Regions from separate parts of the Mus musculus genome. Here region 1 is linked to region 2. A link is a contact called in public promoter capture Hi-C data. All regions are on one chromosome and are shown on one strand. The core of a region is the stretch at or near the end of the contact, and the rest is flanking DNA. Distances in the headings are between cores, read along the strand shown.

Region 1 (6,812 bases), core at 1,288-3,787, 1.1 Mb before region 2:
GCCCTGCAGGAAAAGGTGATGGACTAGTCCCATTTTCAAGTGAAATTTGATACTGCTTCAAACATTCAATTTTTTTATTTGAGAAAGTTTTCATAAGACCAGGTTACTCCTAAACTCCGAGATTCACTAGCTTCTGCCTCCTGAACGCTGTGATTAAAGGTGGATGCTGTCATGACCATATATCATTTAAAATTCTGATCTTACTCTAATTTGCTTCTCTGTTGCTGTGATAAAACACTAAGGGTTTGTTTTAGCTCATCATTGGGAAGTCCCAAGGTAGGAACTCCAGGAATATAACTGAAGAAGAAACCTCTGCATAAAGCTGCTTACTGGTTCCTTCCCCGACTCACATCCACCAACCTTTCTTATACAGACCAGCATCAATTATTATCAAGAAAATTTCCCACAGCCATGCCCACAGGCCAATCTGATTGAGATAATTTTTCAACTGAAGGCCCCTCTTCATAGGTGTATCAAATTAATAACAAAACTAATCTATATCTATCTACATATATATGTATATGATATAAAGAGCTCTTAGGAAAAAAGTTTTCAACTTCAAAAACACTCATGTTGCAACTCCAACGTCCCTACCTATCTACCCTCATTCTGACAAGGCATACCACTAAAATCTGCGATGGCTGGACTTCTTAACCCTGGGTCCTTGCTGAGGCATTTTCCCTGTTTAAGCCTCCAGGTTCCCGTCTGTTAAAGGAAAGTTACCAACACTCAACAGTTACAGGATTAAGTACTCAGTGAACATCAGACATGCCCATCATTTTCTCCACTCCAGAAATGGAACCAAAGACCTAAACCTTTAATTCATGTTCTCTCTCAGCAGAAAAAGTCTGGGAATCAAGAAGTAGTCCCTCCCTCTCTGGCCTTCACGAGGTGCAGACATCGGCACTGTTCCGTGAGCCCCGGAAGGAAAGAAGGATACATCCTGCACAATGCGCTGAGTAGCTGTGTTGGGCGACTGCGAGTCTTTGAGAAGCTGCAAGACCTGCTGCAGGCCCTGCTCGTCTGGCTGCCAGTCCATGGCGCAAGGCGAACTGCAGGGGTAGGAGCCTGGATCAGCGCTGGGTCGCTGGAGTTCTGTGTGAGACCCAAGTTGAGTCCCCGAGGCAGAGGCGGCTGCATGCAGACGCAAGCGCTCTCCGCCGAGAAGCGGAGGCCTCCAATCCGCGCCTGTCCAAGTGCGGGGTCCCCGCCAGCTAAGCCATCCTCGGCCACGCAGTCGCGGGCTCGGGAGTGCGAGTGGGGGGAATATAAAAGCGGGCCATCAGGACCAGCGGCGGGGGCGCGACGGATCCACATCGAGCCTAACGAGGAACCCTCTTTCCAAAGCGATCCACGCCACCGCCGCCCCCGGTTACGGGCCTCACGGCTTCCGCCTCCCTCCAGGGCGAGGGGCCCCGCCCCAGCGGTCTTTCAGGTGAAGGCTCAGTCCACGAGGATTCCCTTCCCCAAAATCCAGCCTTCCAGCTCCACTAGATGCCAGCCGCCTCCTAGATTTCTGAGCTCCTCTAGGTCCCTAAGCGCCCAGATCTTGCTCATCCCTGCTCCCTCTTCTAAACCGGCTCTACAAGCTCAGTAGACGCCACATGGCCCCCTTTCTGACCTAGACGCGGCCCTGTGACCCTCCTTAACCAGAATACAAGCAATACCCGATAGGTTTCCAATGTCTCTTTGAATGAGAGCCAGTCAGAATCACCCAACCCACGACCAAAGCCCCCAATGCCCGCTGCCTGCCCCCAATCAGATCTGGCCAAGCTTCTCTAGCTCTTACCCTCCGCCCCAGTCAGCAGGAATTAATGCTGACGGACCTCTGGCAGCTCCCCCAATCAAATTCCCCTAAGCCCCCTCCCACCCCCTCACCCCCGATCACTTCACGTCGGAGACCCCATCCGTCCAATCCCTGCAGCTTCCCTTACAGAGTCCCGCACAAACACCCGCCCGGTGCGCTACCCTCAACGGATCCCACCACCGCCTCGCAGCCAGACTCAGCAAAGCCCTCTGGTCTCAAGTCTGACGCCCCTCCCTATTAGGACTAAACAACCTTCCCCTCTCAACTTTCAAGGCTGTCTCCCCCGAATCAGACCCAACCAAGCCCCGCCGAAACAGATCCCCACACACACCCGATCCACGCGACGTCCCCCGACGATTCCCCCAATCAGCGCCCCTCCAGCCCGACCCCAGCCGCCCCACTGGCCCGCATCTCGTGGCACCCGAACCTGCCCGGGCGCCGAGGCCCCACCCCTTGAGATCAGATCAGCTCCCCCTCCCCCGCCCGGCCCGTTCTGCCGGCCTCGAGAGCTGGCCCAACCCGGTACCCCGCCTCTCAGCCGGGCGCGACCCCGACGCCTGGGCGGCGCGCGGCGCAGGCCCAGAACCCAGGGAGGTTCGAGGCGAGCTGAAGCCAAGGGGCCCCGGCCGAGCGAGGCCCACCTACCAGGCCCCGGGAGGCAGCGGCGGCGCCTAAGTGCTGCAGCTTCTCCAGAGGCTCGCGCGGAAGGAGGGAGCCAGAGGCAGGGAATTAAAAAAAAAAAAAAAAAAAAAAAATTAAACGCGGCCGAAATGAACAATTTCGGCTTCCGTACGCCGTTCAAACTGGCCTACCAAAGCCAATCGGAGAGCGAAGCACTCACACGTGATCTGGCACAGAGTGGCCCTGGCCAAGTTGAGTCACGTGAGAGAATAAGTACCGCCTCTAGGCCTCTCTTGCCATTAGGTCCTCCCAGCGTCTCGTTTCCTTTTCCTTACTGCAGCTTTCTTCTTTCTTCTTTAACGTATATTGGTATTTTTGTCTGAACCATGTGCGCGCAGTGCCGTGGGGATCAGAAGATTGCATTGGATGCCTGTGAAGCTGGTGGTGGTGAGCCATGTGGATGCTGAAATCAAACCTGGGTCCTCTACGAGAGCCCACAGTACTCTTAACTGGCCCCAGCCCCACTGAGTTGCAGATTTTGCTGGAGCTAGAAATTTAGTAGTGCATGGGTGTTTTCGGTGTGTAATGGACCTAGGAATCCTTCAACTACAGCTAACCGTGTCCTTACTACAACTCCCTAAAATTTAAACTGTTCCGCAGTCCGGCGTGCCTCAGAACTGGATTGGGAGGGAGGGAGGGCAGGGATAGGGAATAAGGCAACAGTAGACCCCTCTGGTGCCAGGAAAGCTACATCACAAAACCCTTTGATCAAAAATAAGTTAAAATGAAGCCGGGCAGTGGCGGCGCACCCCTTTAACCCCAGCACTCCCTGATCTATGGAACTGGTTCCAGGACAGCCAAGGCTACACAGAGAAACTGGGGGAGGGGGTTAAAATGTAACTTTCTCTTTCGCTCCCCTAAACAGCACTACACCGACGTAAAGAGCAGGGCAGGCAGCTGGCGGTGCTGGATTTTACTAGAGCAACTGTCCTGTTATTGTTCAATGCTGTTTAAACACTTTTTACATGGGACTGAAAAATAACACGTGGCCATTTTTTGTTCTGTTTTTCGTGACAGGGTTTCTCTGTGTAGCTCTGGCTGTCCTGGAACTCAATCTGTAGTCCAGGCTGTCCTCGAACTGAGAATCCGCCAGCCTCTGCCTCCCAAGTGCTGGGATTCAAGGCATGCGCCACCGGATTTATGTTTGTTTTGCCTGCATTTATGTCTGCATCACGTTTCTGACGAGACAGTCAGGTGTTGAATCTCCTGGAACTAGAGCTACAAGACAGTTGTGAGCTGCCATATACGATTGCTGGCACTCAAAACCAGGGTCCTGTAGCAAAGCAACAAGTGCACTTAATCGCTGAGTCATCTTATTCAGCCCCTGGCAATAACTTCTAAAATAAAACAAGGCAGCTAAATTCGATCAGAAGACCTAATCCCTTAACCTACCTTAAAAGTGAGATGAGGATTGCCCAGAGCAATTTAGGCAAGAGCCAGGTCATGAATGCTTCTGCCGTTTGAATTCAGTAGTTTTTCCTTTTCAGCCGTACACCATTATAGAATTGGAGACCCTGGTGCTTTCTTCTACCCCCTTCCCGTCTCCATCCCCTCCTAGTCCTACCGCCGATAAGGGATTCACTCTTCAGCCGCACCTCTATCTCAGTGGATATAGCATAATTTGCTCCGTTAGAGATGATCCATCCAAATTATGCTTACCTGACCTTAAGCTTATTGAGCAATAATGATTCAAATCATAAATTATTTGAAAATGTAGCTCTAAGCACAGCTCCCCAGTTGACTGCAGGTTCGTTTTCTTCTCGCCCTGCTTAAACCAATATTTACTAAAGTAACCATGATTCGAATCCCAAAGTACTACCGAGGCCTTTGATAGGTTTTGCTGTGGTTTCTTTGTTTTGACCTTCAGGTGAGGGACAGGTCTATGGGAATGCCTCAACTTGAAAACAACTTAGCCCACTCCCCATTGGCACGATCAGTCCCAGCAACCTTCAGTCATGAAAAAGCAAGAATTGAAATATTGCAAGCCTCTGTTGAGAAAATCAAGGGAAACTTCCGCAACGGACTAGCGACTCAATATAAACAGAAACCCTTTAACGACACGTGTGGATAGCCACCCTACGCATGCGCAGAGCTTTCTCACACTACTTCTCACGCTCCGGTGAGGCTTGAAACTACAAATCCCAAGATGCCCTGTATCTAAATCTCAATTTGGGGCGGGGGGGGGGGGGGGTTCGAGACAGGGTTTCTCTGTGTAGCCCTGGCTGTCCTGGAACTCACTTTGTAGACCAGGCTGGCCTCGAACTCAGAAATCCGCCTGCCTCTGCCTCCCGAGTGCTGGGATTAAAGGCGTGCGCCACTACGCCCAGCTAAAACTCAAGTTTTTATTCGTGAAGATGGGCTGGTCCGGGTTCTTGCAAGTTGGCTGTTAAACTGGAGATTGGAGAGTCGGAAGGTTCACAGTAGTTTCTGTTTGGCTTTTTTCTTGGGGGGGGGCGTGGTTTATTGTTTTTTAATCAAGGGAGGGCTTTGACTCCAGGTAGAGGCTATGTAAGTTATGAAATGCAGACAATAATTTTTTTAAAAAGGTGTTTGAATTCAAATGCTTTGAGTGGCAACTTGCAGAGCTGATTCTCGCTATGTGGGCCTTAGGTGATGTGTTTGTAAAAAGATAAAGAGTAAGGAGATATGTTCTATGGAGGGGTAGTGAGGTATGGGAGAAGGGGATGTCTCAGTGGGCCCATGCTGAGGCATCCATTCCCCCTGAGGGACCAGCCACATGAGGGTATAGTATAGAATAGAGTTTTTATTCCGGGCATGGGGAGGGGAGTCAAGATAGTAGTAAAGGCAGAGAAGAGAGGCCAGCCATGAGCACATGGAGAGTGAGGGAAGGAGGGAGAAGGGGGGAGGGGACAGAGCAGGCTCTAGAAGGGAAGAACAAGAGGGAGGAGGGGCTGAGCAGCTCCTTTTAAAGTGGGTCAGCCTACCTGGCTATTGCCAGGTAACTGTGGGGTGGAGCTTAGACAGAATGCTAAGACAGGGATTGATTTTTCTGAGGCAAGGTCTACCTCCATAACCCAGGCTGGCCTCCTCAACCTTGTAGTCTTCCTGCCTTCATTAGCCCCCTGAGGGCATACATACTAGGTGTGACTGCTACAGAGTTTAGTAGTCTTTCCTTTCTCTGTAAGACTTTGAATCAGAAGTTTCCCTGCTTGTTTTTGTTTTGATGAAGTGTCTTCCTGTACTGCCCATGTTAGTCTTTTTTTTTTAATTAATCATTCCATTCACTTAAATCTCAAATGTTATCCCACTTCCTGGTTACCCTGCCACTAACCCCCCACCCACCCACTCACTCACTGGGGCATCAAACCTCCCCTGACCAAGAGCCTCCCTCCTGTTGCTGTTCAGCAAGGCCATCCATCCTCTGCTACATTTGTATCTGGGGCCATGGATCCCTCCAGGTACACTCCTTGGTTCTTAAAACTATCCACCTACCTCAGACCACTATGCTGGGTTCTCCCTTCCCTCCTTGTATATTCCCTGCCATGAAGTTTCCAGTTTTTTCCTATGCAATTCTCACAGTGACCCTATACATTTACTTGATGTCAACTAAAAGCATTCAACTCATGCCCAACTTCAAATCTGATGGGAGAACATAAACGCTTAATTTACAATAGTCTCTCTGCCTGAGTATCTATCACAAACACTTTTGGTTTAAAATGTGTAACTCATGGTGTCTAGTAGCCGCCCAACATGCATGAGAACTTGCATTCCATCTCAGCTATTCAGAGGGAGTGTCCAGGGAAGGTTGGAAAGATGGCTCAACAGATTAAGGCAGCAGGCACCAAGCCAAACAACCTGAGTTCCATCCAACAAGGTGGAAGAGAACTGACTTGAGGCAAGTCTTGTGACCTCCACATGCCACAGCAGATATGTGTGCAACATGCATACACACACACACACAAATATGTAACTTAAAAAAACATGATACAAGGGCTGGAAAGACATCTCATGTACTGCTCTTGCAAAAGACCTAATCTATCAGACTTCTATATCAGGCAACAAGAAACCTACCTATTAACAGCTCCAGGGGAACCAAACCCAGGTCCTCTACAAGAACAGCAAGTACTCGAAAACCAGTGAGCTGCCTCTCCAGCTCCAGTCTAATTTTTAAACAAGGCCTCCAAAATGTAGGTCAAGGTTAGTGTACTTGCCAGCACACACTAGAAAATAGGCTCCATCTCCAGAACTGTAGAACATAGTTGTAAACAAACGCTAACTACTCTCAGGAAACCAATGAAAGCAGTTTTACTCACAGGGTTACAGTCAAACGTCTTGTTTTTTGCAGTACTGAAGATCATATGGG
Region 2 (6,482 bases), core at 1,182-3,681:
TTACTAGACAGCCAGACTACCAGTATTGTAGCTCCAGGCTTTACAGAGACACTGTCTTTTAAGTAGGACAAGGCTAGAGAGACAGCCCATGGTTAAGAGCATTGGCTGCTCTTCTAGAGGCCAGGTAAGATTCCTAACACCTCCATGGAGACTCACAAGCCTGTAACTCAAGTTCTAGAATACCCAACTCCTTCTGAACTATGTGGCTATCAGGCACTCAAGTGGTGGCATAAATACATGTAGACAAAACATACACACAAAAAATAAAATAAAATAAAAATAAAAAGGTGGCCAGGCAGTGGTGGCGCACACCTTTAATCCCAGCACTTGGGAGGCAGAGACAGGCGGATTTCTGAGTTCGAGGCCAGCCTGGTCTACAAAGTGAGTCCCAGGACAGCCAAGACTATACAGAGAAACCCTGTCTGGAAAAAACAAAAAACAAAAAACAAAACAAAACAAAACAAAAAAAGGTGGACAGCAATTGAGAAAGACCACTTGCAGTTTCTCTGGCCCACACCCACAAATTAAACTAAAAAAAAAAATAAATAAATAAAAACAATCTGGACTCAGAACTCAGAGACAAACTTCAATGATAATGCTTCTACTACTATCTGGCTGACTTGGAAAAATCACCCTGCTCCTATTAAAACATGACCAACAGGCTGACTCTAGCCTCGCTGTTCTGGTTCTATAAATAAGGAATAAAAGTAATACTAGGCAATGACCATGCAACCATTTTTAAATGCAAGGAGCACAAACAGACTGATTGAAACCTGATCTCTCAGCATCTGGGAACTGTGAATCCCTTAATCTATCAGCTCCTTATATCTCCTCTTGGCTTCCAAATAAATCGTATTCCACACTGTTACTCTACCTTTTATTTATTTATTTACACCCTGCCTTGTTCCAGTAAGGATTTAACCCAGCTTATTCTATAGTTAGTCATAAGTAGATTCATTTAAACTTAAGGGGTAAGAAACTAGGGAGAGGCTGAGCCACTGACCCACCCCAAGCACACACATAGCAGCTCCAAGTGAACAGGAGTGGCTGGCCTTAACTGAATACCACCAACAGCCACCAAGAGGCACTAGTTGCCACAGCCTAGGCTCTCAGAGCTCCACCTCCTCAGCTGCTACATCCTTTCAACACTCAGTAGAGAAATGGTCTCGTGGAGTGTTGAAAGCAGGTCCTCTGAAAACAGGACTTGCCTTTTGCTGGGGAGCTGAGAATCCAAAGTGACTTCACAGTTTACATGTTCATGGATTTATTTGAAAGTCTTTTGCTCTTTATGGCTCTTGTTCTCTCATCTGTGTGATGAGAGCCATGTCCACCTTTATGTCCCACAGATGAATTAAGTCATTCTGTGAAAGATCCACAAAAGCCCGTGGCCTCCCAGTTGATGGAAGTTGGATCCCATCCCTGTTTGGTCAGTCCACCCACTCCCCAGACAAGGTCAGCCCATCAAAAGGGATGAGGGGTTCCTTGCACTGAGTTAGCTGGCAGCTAGTAGAAATCTCAGAAACTGGAAGAGGCCTGCCTGGCTGTGGCACCCCTCACCTCAGGACATTCACCCAGACCAGGAGCTGGGGAGACCAAGTTACCTACAAAGCCTGGAGTCAGAAGCCCCCATCTCTCCTCAGAGGGAGCTCAGACATAGGATCTGGGACTAACCTAAAGGAAGAAGGCTTATAGGCAACACCATGTTGTTACGGTTGGCAAGCAGGAGTTGTGGGGGACAAATCTGGAGTTGTCTGGGGAGGGGGTTTTTGGGAGCCATGGGGTGAAGAAGGTCTTGACATGGGCGGACAGGGCAACAGAAGAGTCTGGCTGCTTTGTAGGAAAAGATACCCACAAGGAAAAGGGGGGGGGACGGGACTGGAGGTTGGGATTCCATAGGACACGTGGATGGTTTCTTAGGAGGAAGGGCATCAACGCGGGGTCTAGCCATAGGGAAAAGGCGTGGCTGCGGGTCTCCAGGGAAAGCGTACAAGGACAAGCGGTGCAAGACGAAGGGTGACGAGGCCTCCACCAGACAATGTACACTGGACAGAGCCGGCTCCACCGAGAGACCGGAGCTGGGCCATGGAGGCGTATCTAATGGGAGATCTAGTTGGCCCCGGGAGATTGGGGGTGGCGAAACCCCGAGGGCAGGAGGGTCTGGGGTCCCCGGCTCAGGCCCGGCCTCACCGTCAGACAGGGCCTCACTGCATTCGAAGCTGATCTCGAACCGGAAGGGGCTGTGGAAAGGGCTCGGGTTCTCCAGCACAGCCACATTCAGCACCGACACCTTGGCCATCACCGCGCCCGGGAGCCGCAGCTGCTGTGGAGACTTCTTCACAGTGACTTGCGACAGAGAAGAAGGGGGGGACGACAGGACGGAAACCTCCCTGCGTCTCCCAACTCTTCCCTCTGAAGCGCTCCTCCGCTCAGCGCGCTCCCTTCAAATAGCCGGCTCCGCCTTCCAGCCAATCGCCGCTAAGGACCGATGACGGCGCGAGCCATCAGCCAATCTCGAGGCGTCTTCAGGCGCGCGCCTGGACCCTCAGACCAATCAGAGAAGCTCCCTCTTCACGGGCCCCAGGAGGCGGAACGTTAATCTCTTAGCTTCGTAAAGGTCTATCGGGAACCAATCCCTGGAGTCTCCGACTGGAATAGCTCGCTCCGGGGTGGGCGGAGTTAGAGCGCGGAACTTCTCTTGTCCAATCCCAAGGGTTACCGCACCGGCATCCCCCGCCCCTCGTTCCGCTTTTCCGGTAGACGCACCTCACAGAGAGCAGCGCCACCAACGGCCGAACGGTGGCGCGCGACTCTCACTAAAACGCGCTGAGAAGACGGCACTCGCACTCGCAGTGATTGAGTATCGATCGTGGGCGTGGCCGTAAGCGGGTTTCTGAGACGTGATTGGCTATTATGGTGGGCGTGAGGAACGCCGGGCTGGAGAGCTGTGGAAATCGCACACCCTCACAGTGAAAAGCTTTAAGGAGGAGAGAGTGGCCTGGGCGGTTTAGGCGGCTGTCAGCAGGTGAGCGTTTCTGGGGACTACCCTGAGGGGTTCCTACCTTTGAAAATCATGGTCGAGGAGACTGTCGAGAAGGTTTAGATCACCCCTGAGACAAGATGGCGTAGCGATGAGAGGGGATACAGGATCGAGTCTCAGTCCGAAGGGAGTTCTGGTTCGTGGACAGACCAGGGTTTGAATCCTGCCTCTGCACTCTGTCTTTCAGCCCGGGCTCGGTGACGCACGCTTTTTATCCCAGCACACGGGAGGCAGAGGCAGGTGGACCTGTGAGTTCGAGGCCAGCCTGGTCTGCAGAGCAAGTTCTAGGACAGCCAGGGCTACACAGAGAAACCCTGATCCAAAACCAAACCAGTTAACTGCCGCTGTCTGTGAAACTTACCTTTTCTCCTTACTTTCTGGTTCTTTATACCCTGTCATAGCTTCTTACACAACCTTTACCAATCACATCTTTTAAAGGTTAAAACAAAATGGAAAGGTAGATGCGTGCCATTAATCTCAGGACTCAGAGGTAGGCAGACTTCTGTGGGCCAGCCTGATCTACACAGTGAGTTTGGGGAAGTAAGTAAATTAGTTTTCATACTTGGCCAATGCAAAAAGGCCAAGAAGCAATGAATATGATTTTTAATAGACACTTAACTAAATAGGACAAAAATAATCATTTCAAATATGACCATTCTAAAAACACCAATGAGCTATCCTGCACCTTTTTACTCATTGAGAAGTCTTTGGGATCCTGTATGTGTTTCACATTTCAAACAGGTCTGTAACCTAGCATGGGACTGTCCACTTTTATTTGAAAGAGGTATCTGACCTTTTATATTTCACAAAATTTATAGTTGAAAATGTAAGGGGCTGGTGAGATGGCTCAGCAGGTAAGAGCACCCGACTGCTCTTCTGAAGGTCCTGAGTTCAAATCCCAGCAACCACATGGTGGCTTACAACCATCTGTAACAAGATCTGACTCCCTCTTCTGGTGTGTCTGAAGACAGCTACAGTGTACTTACATATAATAAATAAATAAATATTAAAAAAAAAAAGAAAATGTAAGCCAGTAATTTCAGCACTTAGGAGGCAGGTTAGGAGTTCAAGGCCATTCTTGTGAGATGAGGAATTTGAGGGCTAGAGAAGTGGTTCAGTGCTTTAAGAGTATACTGCTCTTGCAGAGGACCTGACTTCCAACCCGCTCTAGCTTCAAAGGATCTGATACCGTCCTCTGGTCTCTGTAAGCATCTGCACTCATATTGTTTAAGTATATAATATTTAAGAATATATATTCTTAGCTGGGCGTGGTGGTGCACGCCTTTAATCCCAGCACTCGGGAGGCAGAGGCAGGCAGATTTCTGAGTTCGAGGCCAGCCTGGTCTACAAAGTGAGTTCCAGGACAGCCAAGGCTATACAGAGAAACCCTGTCTCGAAAAACCAAAAAAAAAAAAAAAAAAAAAAGAATATATATCCTTATTATTTAAGGATTTTTATTTTAATGCTGGAACAATTATTCAGCAATTAAGAGGCAGGCAGATCTCTGTGAGTTTGAGACCAGCCTTGTCTACAGATTGAGTTCCAGGACAGCCAGACAACATAGAGAGACACTGTCTTGAAACAACAACAACAACAAAAACAATAAAACAAAACCCAAACAAGAAACCCCAGAGGACCCAAGTTTGGTTTCCAGCCTACAGGTGGCATGGCAACTCACAATCGTCTATAGATAGCTTCAGCTCCAGGGGATCCAAAACTCTCTTCTTACCATTGATTACACTAGGCAGTCATGTGCTGTGCATACATATAGCCAAGCAAAACAATAGTACATAAAAATAAATGAATCTTTAGAAAAACAGCTGGGTGTAGTGGCACACTCCTTTAATCTCAGCATTCAAGAGGCAGAAGCAGAAAGATCTCTGTGAGTTTGAGAACTCCTGACATTCCAGGACAACCAGCTATACACAGTGCCCCCACCCCAAAAGAACAAAAAAGGAAAAAGAAACTATGGGTTCATGTACTTCAATCCCAACTGTTCCCAAGTATGGTGGTTCAAATGAGAATGGCTCCCATATGCTTGTATATTTGAGTGCCTGGCTCCTAGATGGTGGAACTGTTTAAGAAGGCTCAGGATGTGTGGTCTTTTTGGAGGTGGTGTATCACTAGGAACAGGTTTTCTCTCTGTATGTTCTCTGCCTCCTGCTTGTGACTCAGGATGTGAGCTCCCAGCTCTTCCTACCACCATGCTTCTACTCCCACCATCATGGACTCTAAGCCAAATTAAATTTTTGTTTATAAATTGCCTTTGTTGTGTTTCTCAGCAACAGAAAAGTTAACTAAAACAACTACATCTTTAAAAGCTCGCCTGCCAGTCAGTTGGTCTGTCCGTTGATGGTGCACACCTTTATTCCCAGCACTTAGGAGGCATATGCATGTGAATCTCTGAGTTTGAAGCCAGCCTGGTCTACAGAGCAAGTTCCAGGGCAGCCTGGGCTACACAGAGAAATCCTGACTCTGGAAAAGGGGGGCAATTTAGCCCCAGAACTGAAATGAAGTAGTTAGGTCTTAGCACTTGAGAAGATAAAGATAGGATTGTACACAATTTTGAGGCCAGCCTGAACTATATAGTAATGCATTGTCTCAGAAAGTAAGATGAATTAATGATGGAGTTGCCATATATTTCCTAGACATAAGCCAAGTTTGTTCCTCTCTGTTTGCATTGTGGGCTACTTTATCCCTCCACCCATCCTCTTCATACCCCAGCAAAGCTTATTAGCCACAATACTCTGGTACTTATAAAGCAAGTCCTGTCCATTTCATTCTTGGTACAGCTAGCTGAATGACCTTCAGCCATAAACCAGATCATGTTATTATTCTGCTTAAAACCTTCAAAGGCTTATCCTGCTTAGAATGAAACCTAAGATCTTTACTATGGTTCAAGAGGCCCTTCATGGTGGCCCTGGCTAACCTCACCACCCTCATTGTCCAGTTTCCTGTCACTACTCAAAACCTTGCTGGCTTTATTTCTTCTCTTTCAACACCAGTCTGATGTCCTGCTTTGGGGCTTCGCACTTACTGTTCCCTTTGCGTAGATTATGTTTTCCCTGGGTAATCACTTGCTGTCTCATCTCCACTATCAGGAATGTCCTCAGAAGGTTCCTCAGACCACCTTATCTCATATGGTCCTTCTTATTTTTATACTCTGGATCTACTACTCGTTAGTCTCATAGGCTACTCACATCCTCTTTGTGCCTTAGTTTTCTCATGTATATTGCATTTATTAGATACTTTTAAAAATATATGTATGAGTGTTTTTTCTACATGTATGTCTCTGTAGCAGGCTTGGTACACAAAGAAGCCAGAAGAGCATGTCAGATCTCTTGGAAGTGGGAGTTTCAGATGACTGTGAACTGTATTGTGAGCGCTGAGAATTGAGCCAGGGTCCTATACATCAAGCCATCTTTCCAGCCCCTGTTTATTTTTA

What was found. Promoter capture Hi-C pulls out the DNA fragments that hold promoters and counts their contacts.
Region 1: a promoter capture Hi-C map of pre-B cells shows a contact between it and region 2, with 2.3 times the contacts expected there. The contact joins the promoter of Tnpo2 here to the promoter of Asf1b in region 2. A contact is called at or near these places in 6 of 39 promoter capture datasets (the C10 cell line, cranial neural crest, frontonasal cranial neural crest and 3 more), 2 of 115 datasets of contacts at active chromatin or transcription factors (embryonic forebrain and large pre-B cells) and 1 of 9 other capture datasets (adipose tissue).

Annotation. Positions count from the first base shown.
Region 1 is chr8:85,032,618-85,039,429 of GRCm38.p6, reverse strand. Tnpo2 (transportin 2 (importin 3, karyopherin beta 2b)) reads right to left here and starts at 2,537. Exons shown (of 25, transcript NM_001364032.1): 1 at 2,453-2,537; 2 at 941-1,095. The coding sequence starts at 1,039.
Region 2 is chr8:83,951,643-83,958,124 of GRCm38.p6, reverse strand. Asf1b (anti-silencing function 1B histone chaperone) reads right to left here and starts at 2,431. Exons shown (of 4, transcript NM_024184.2): 1 at 2,188-2,431. The coding sequence starts at 2,296. Gm10644 (predicted gene 10644) reads left to right here and starts at 2,792. Exons shown (of 5, transcript NR_169070.1): 1 at 2,792-3,022.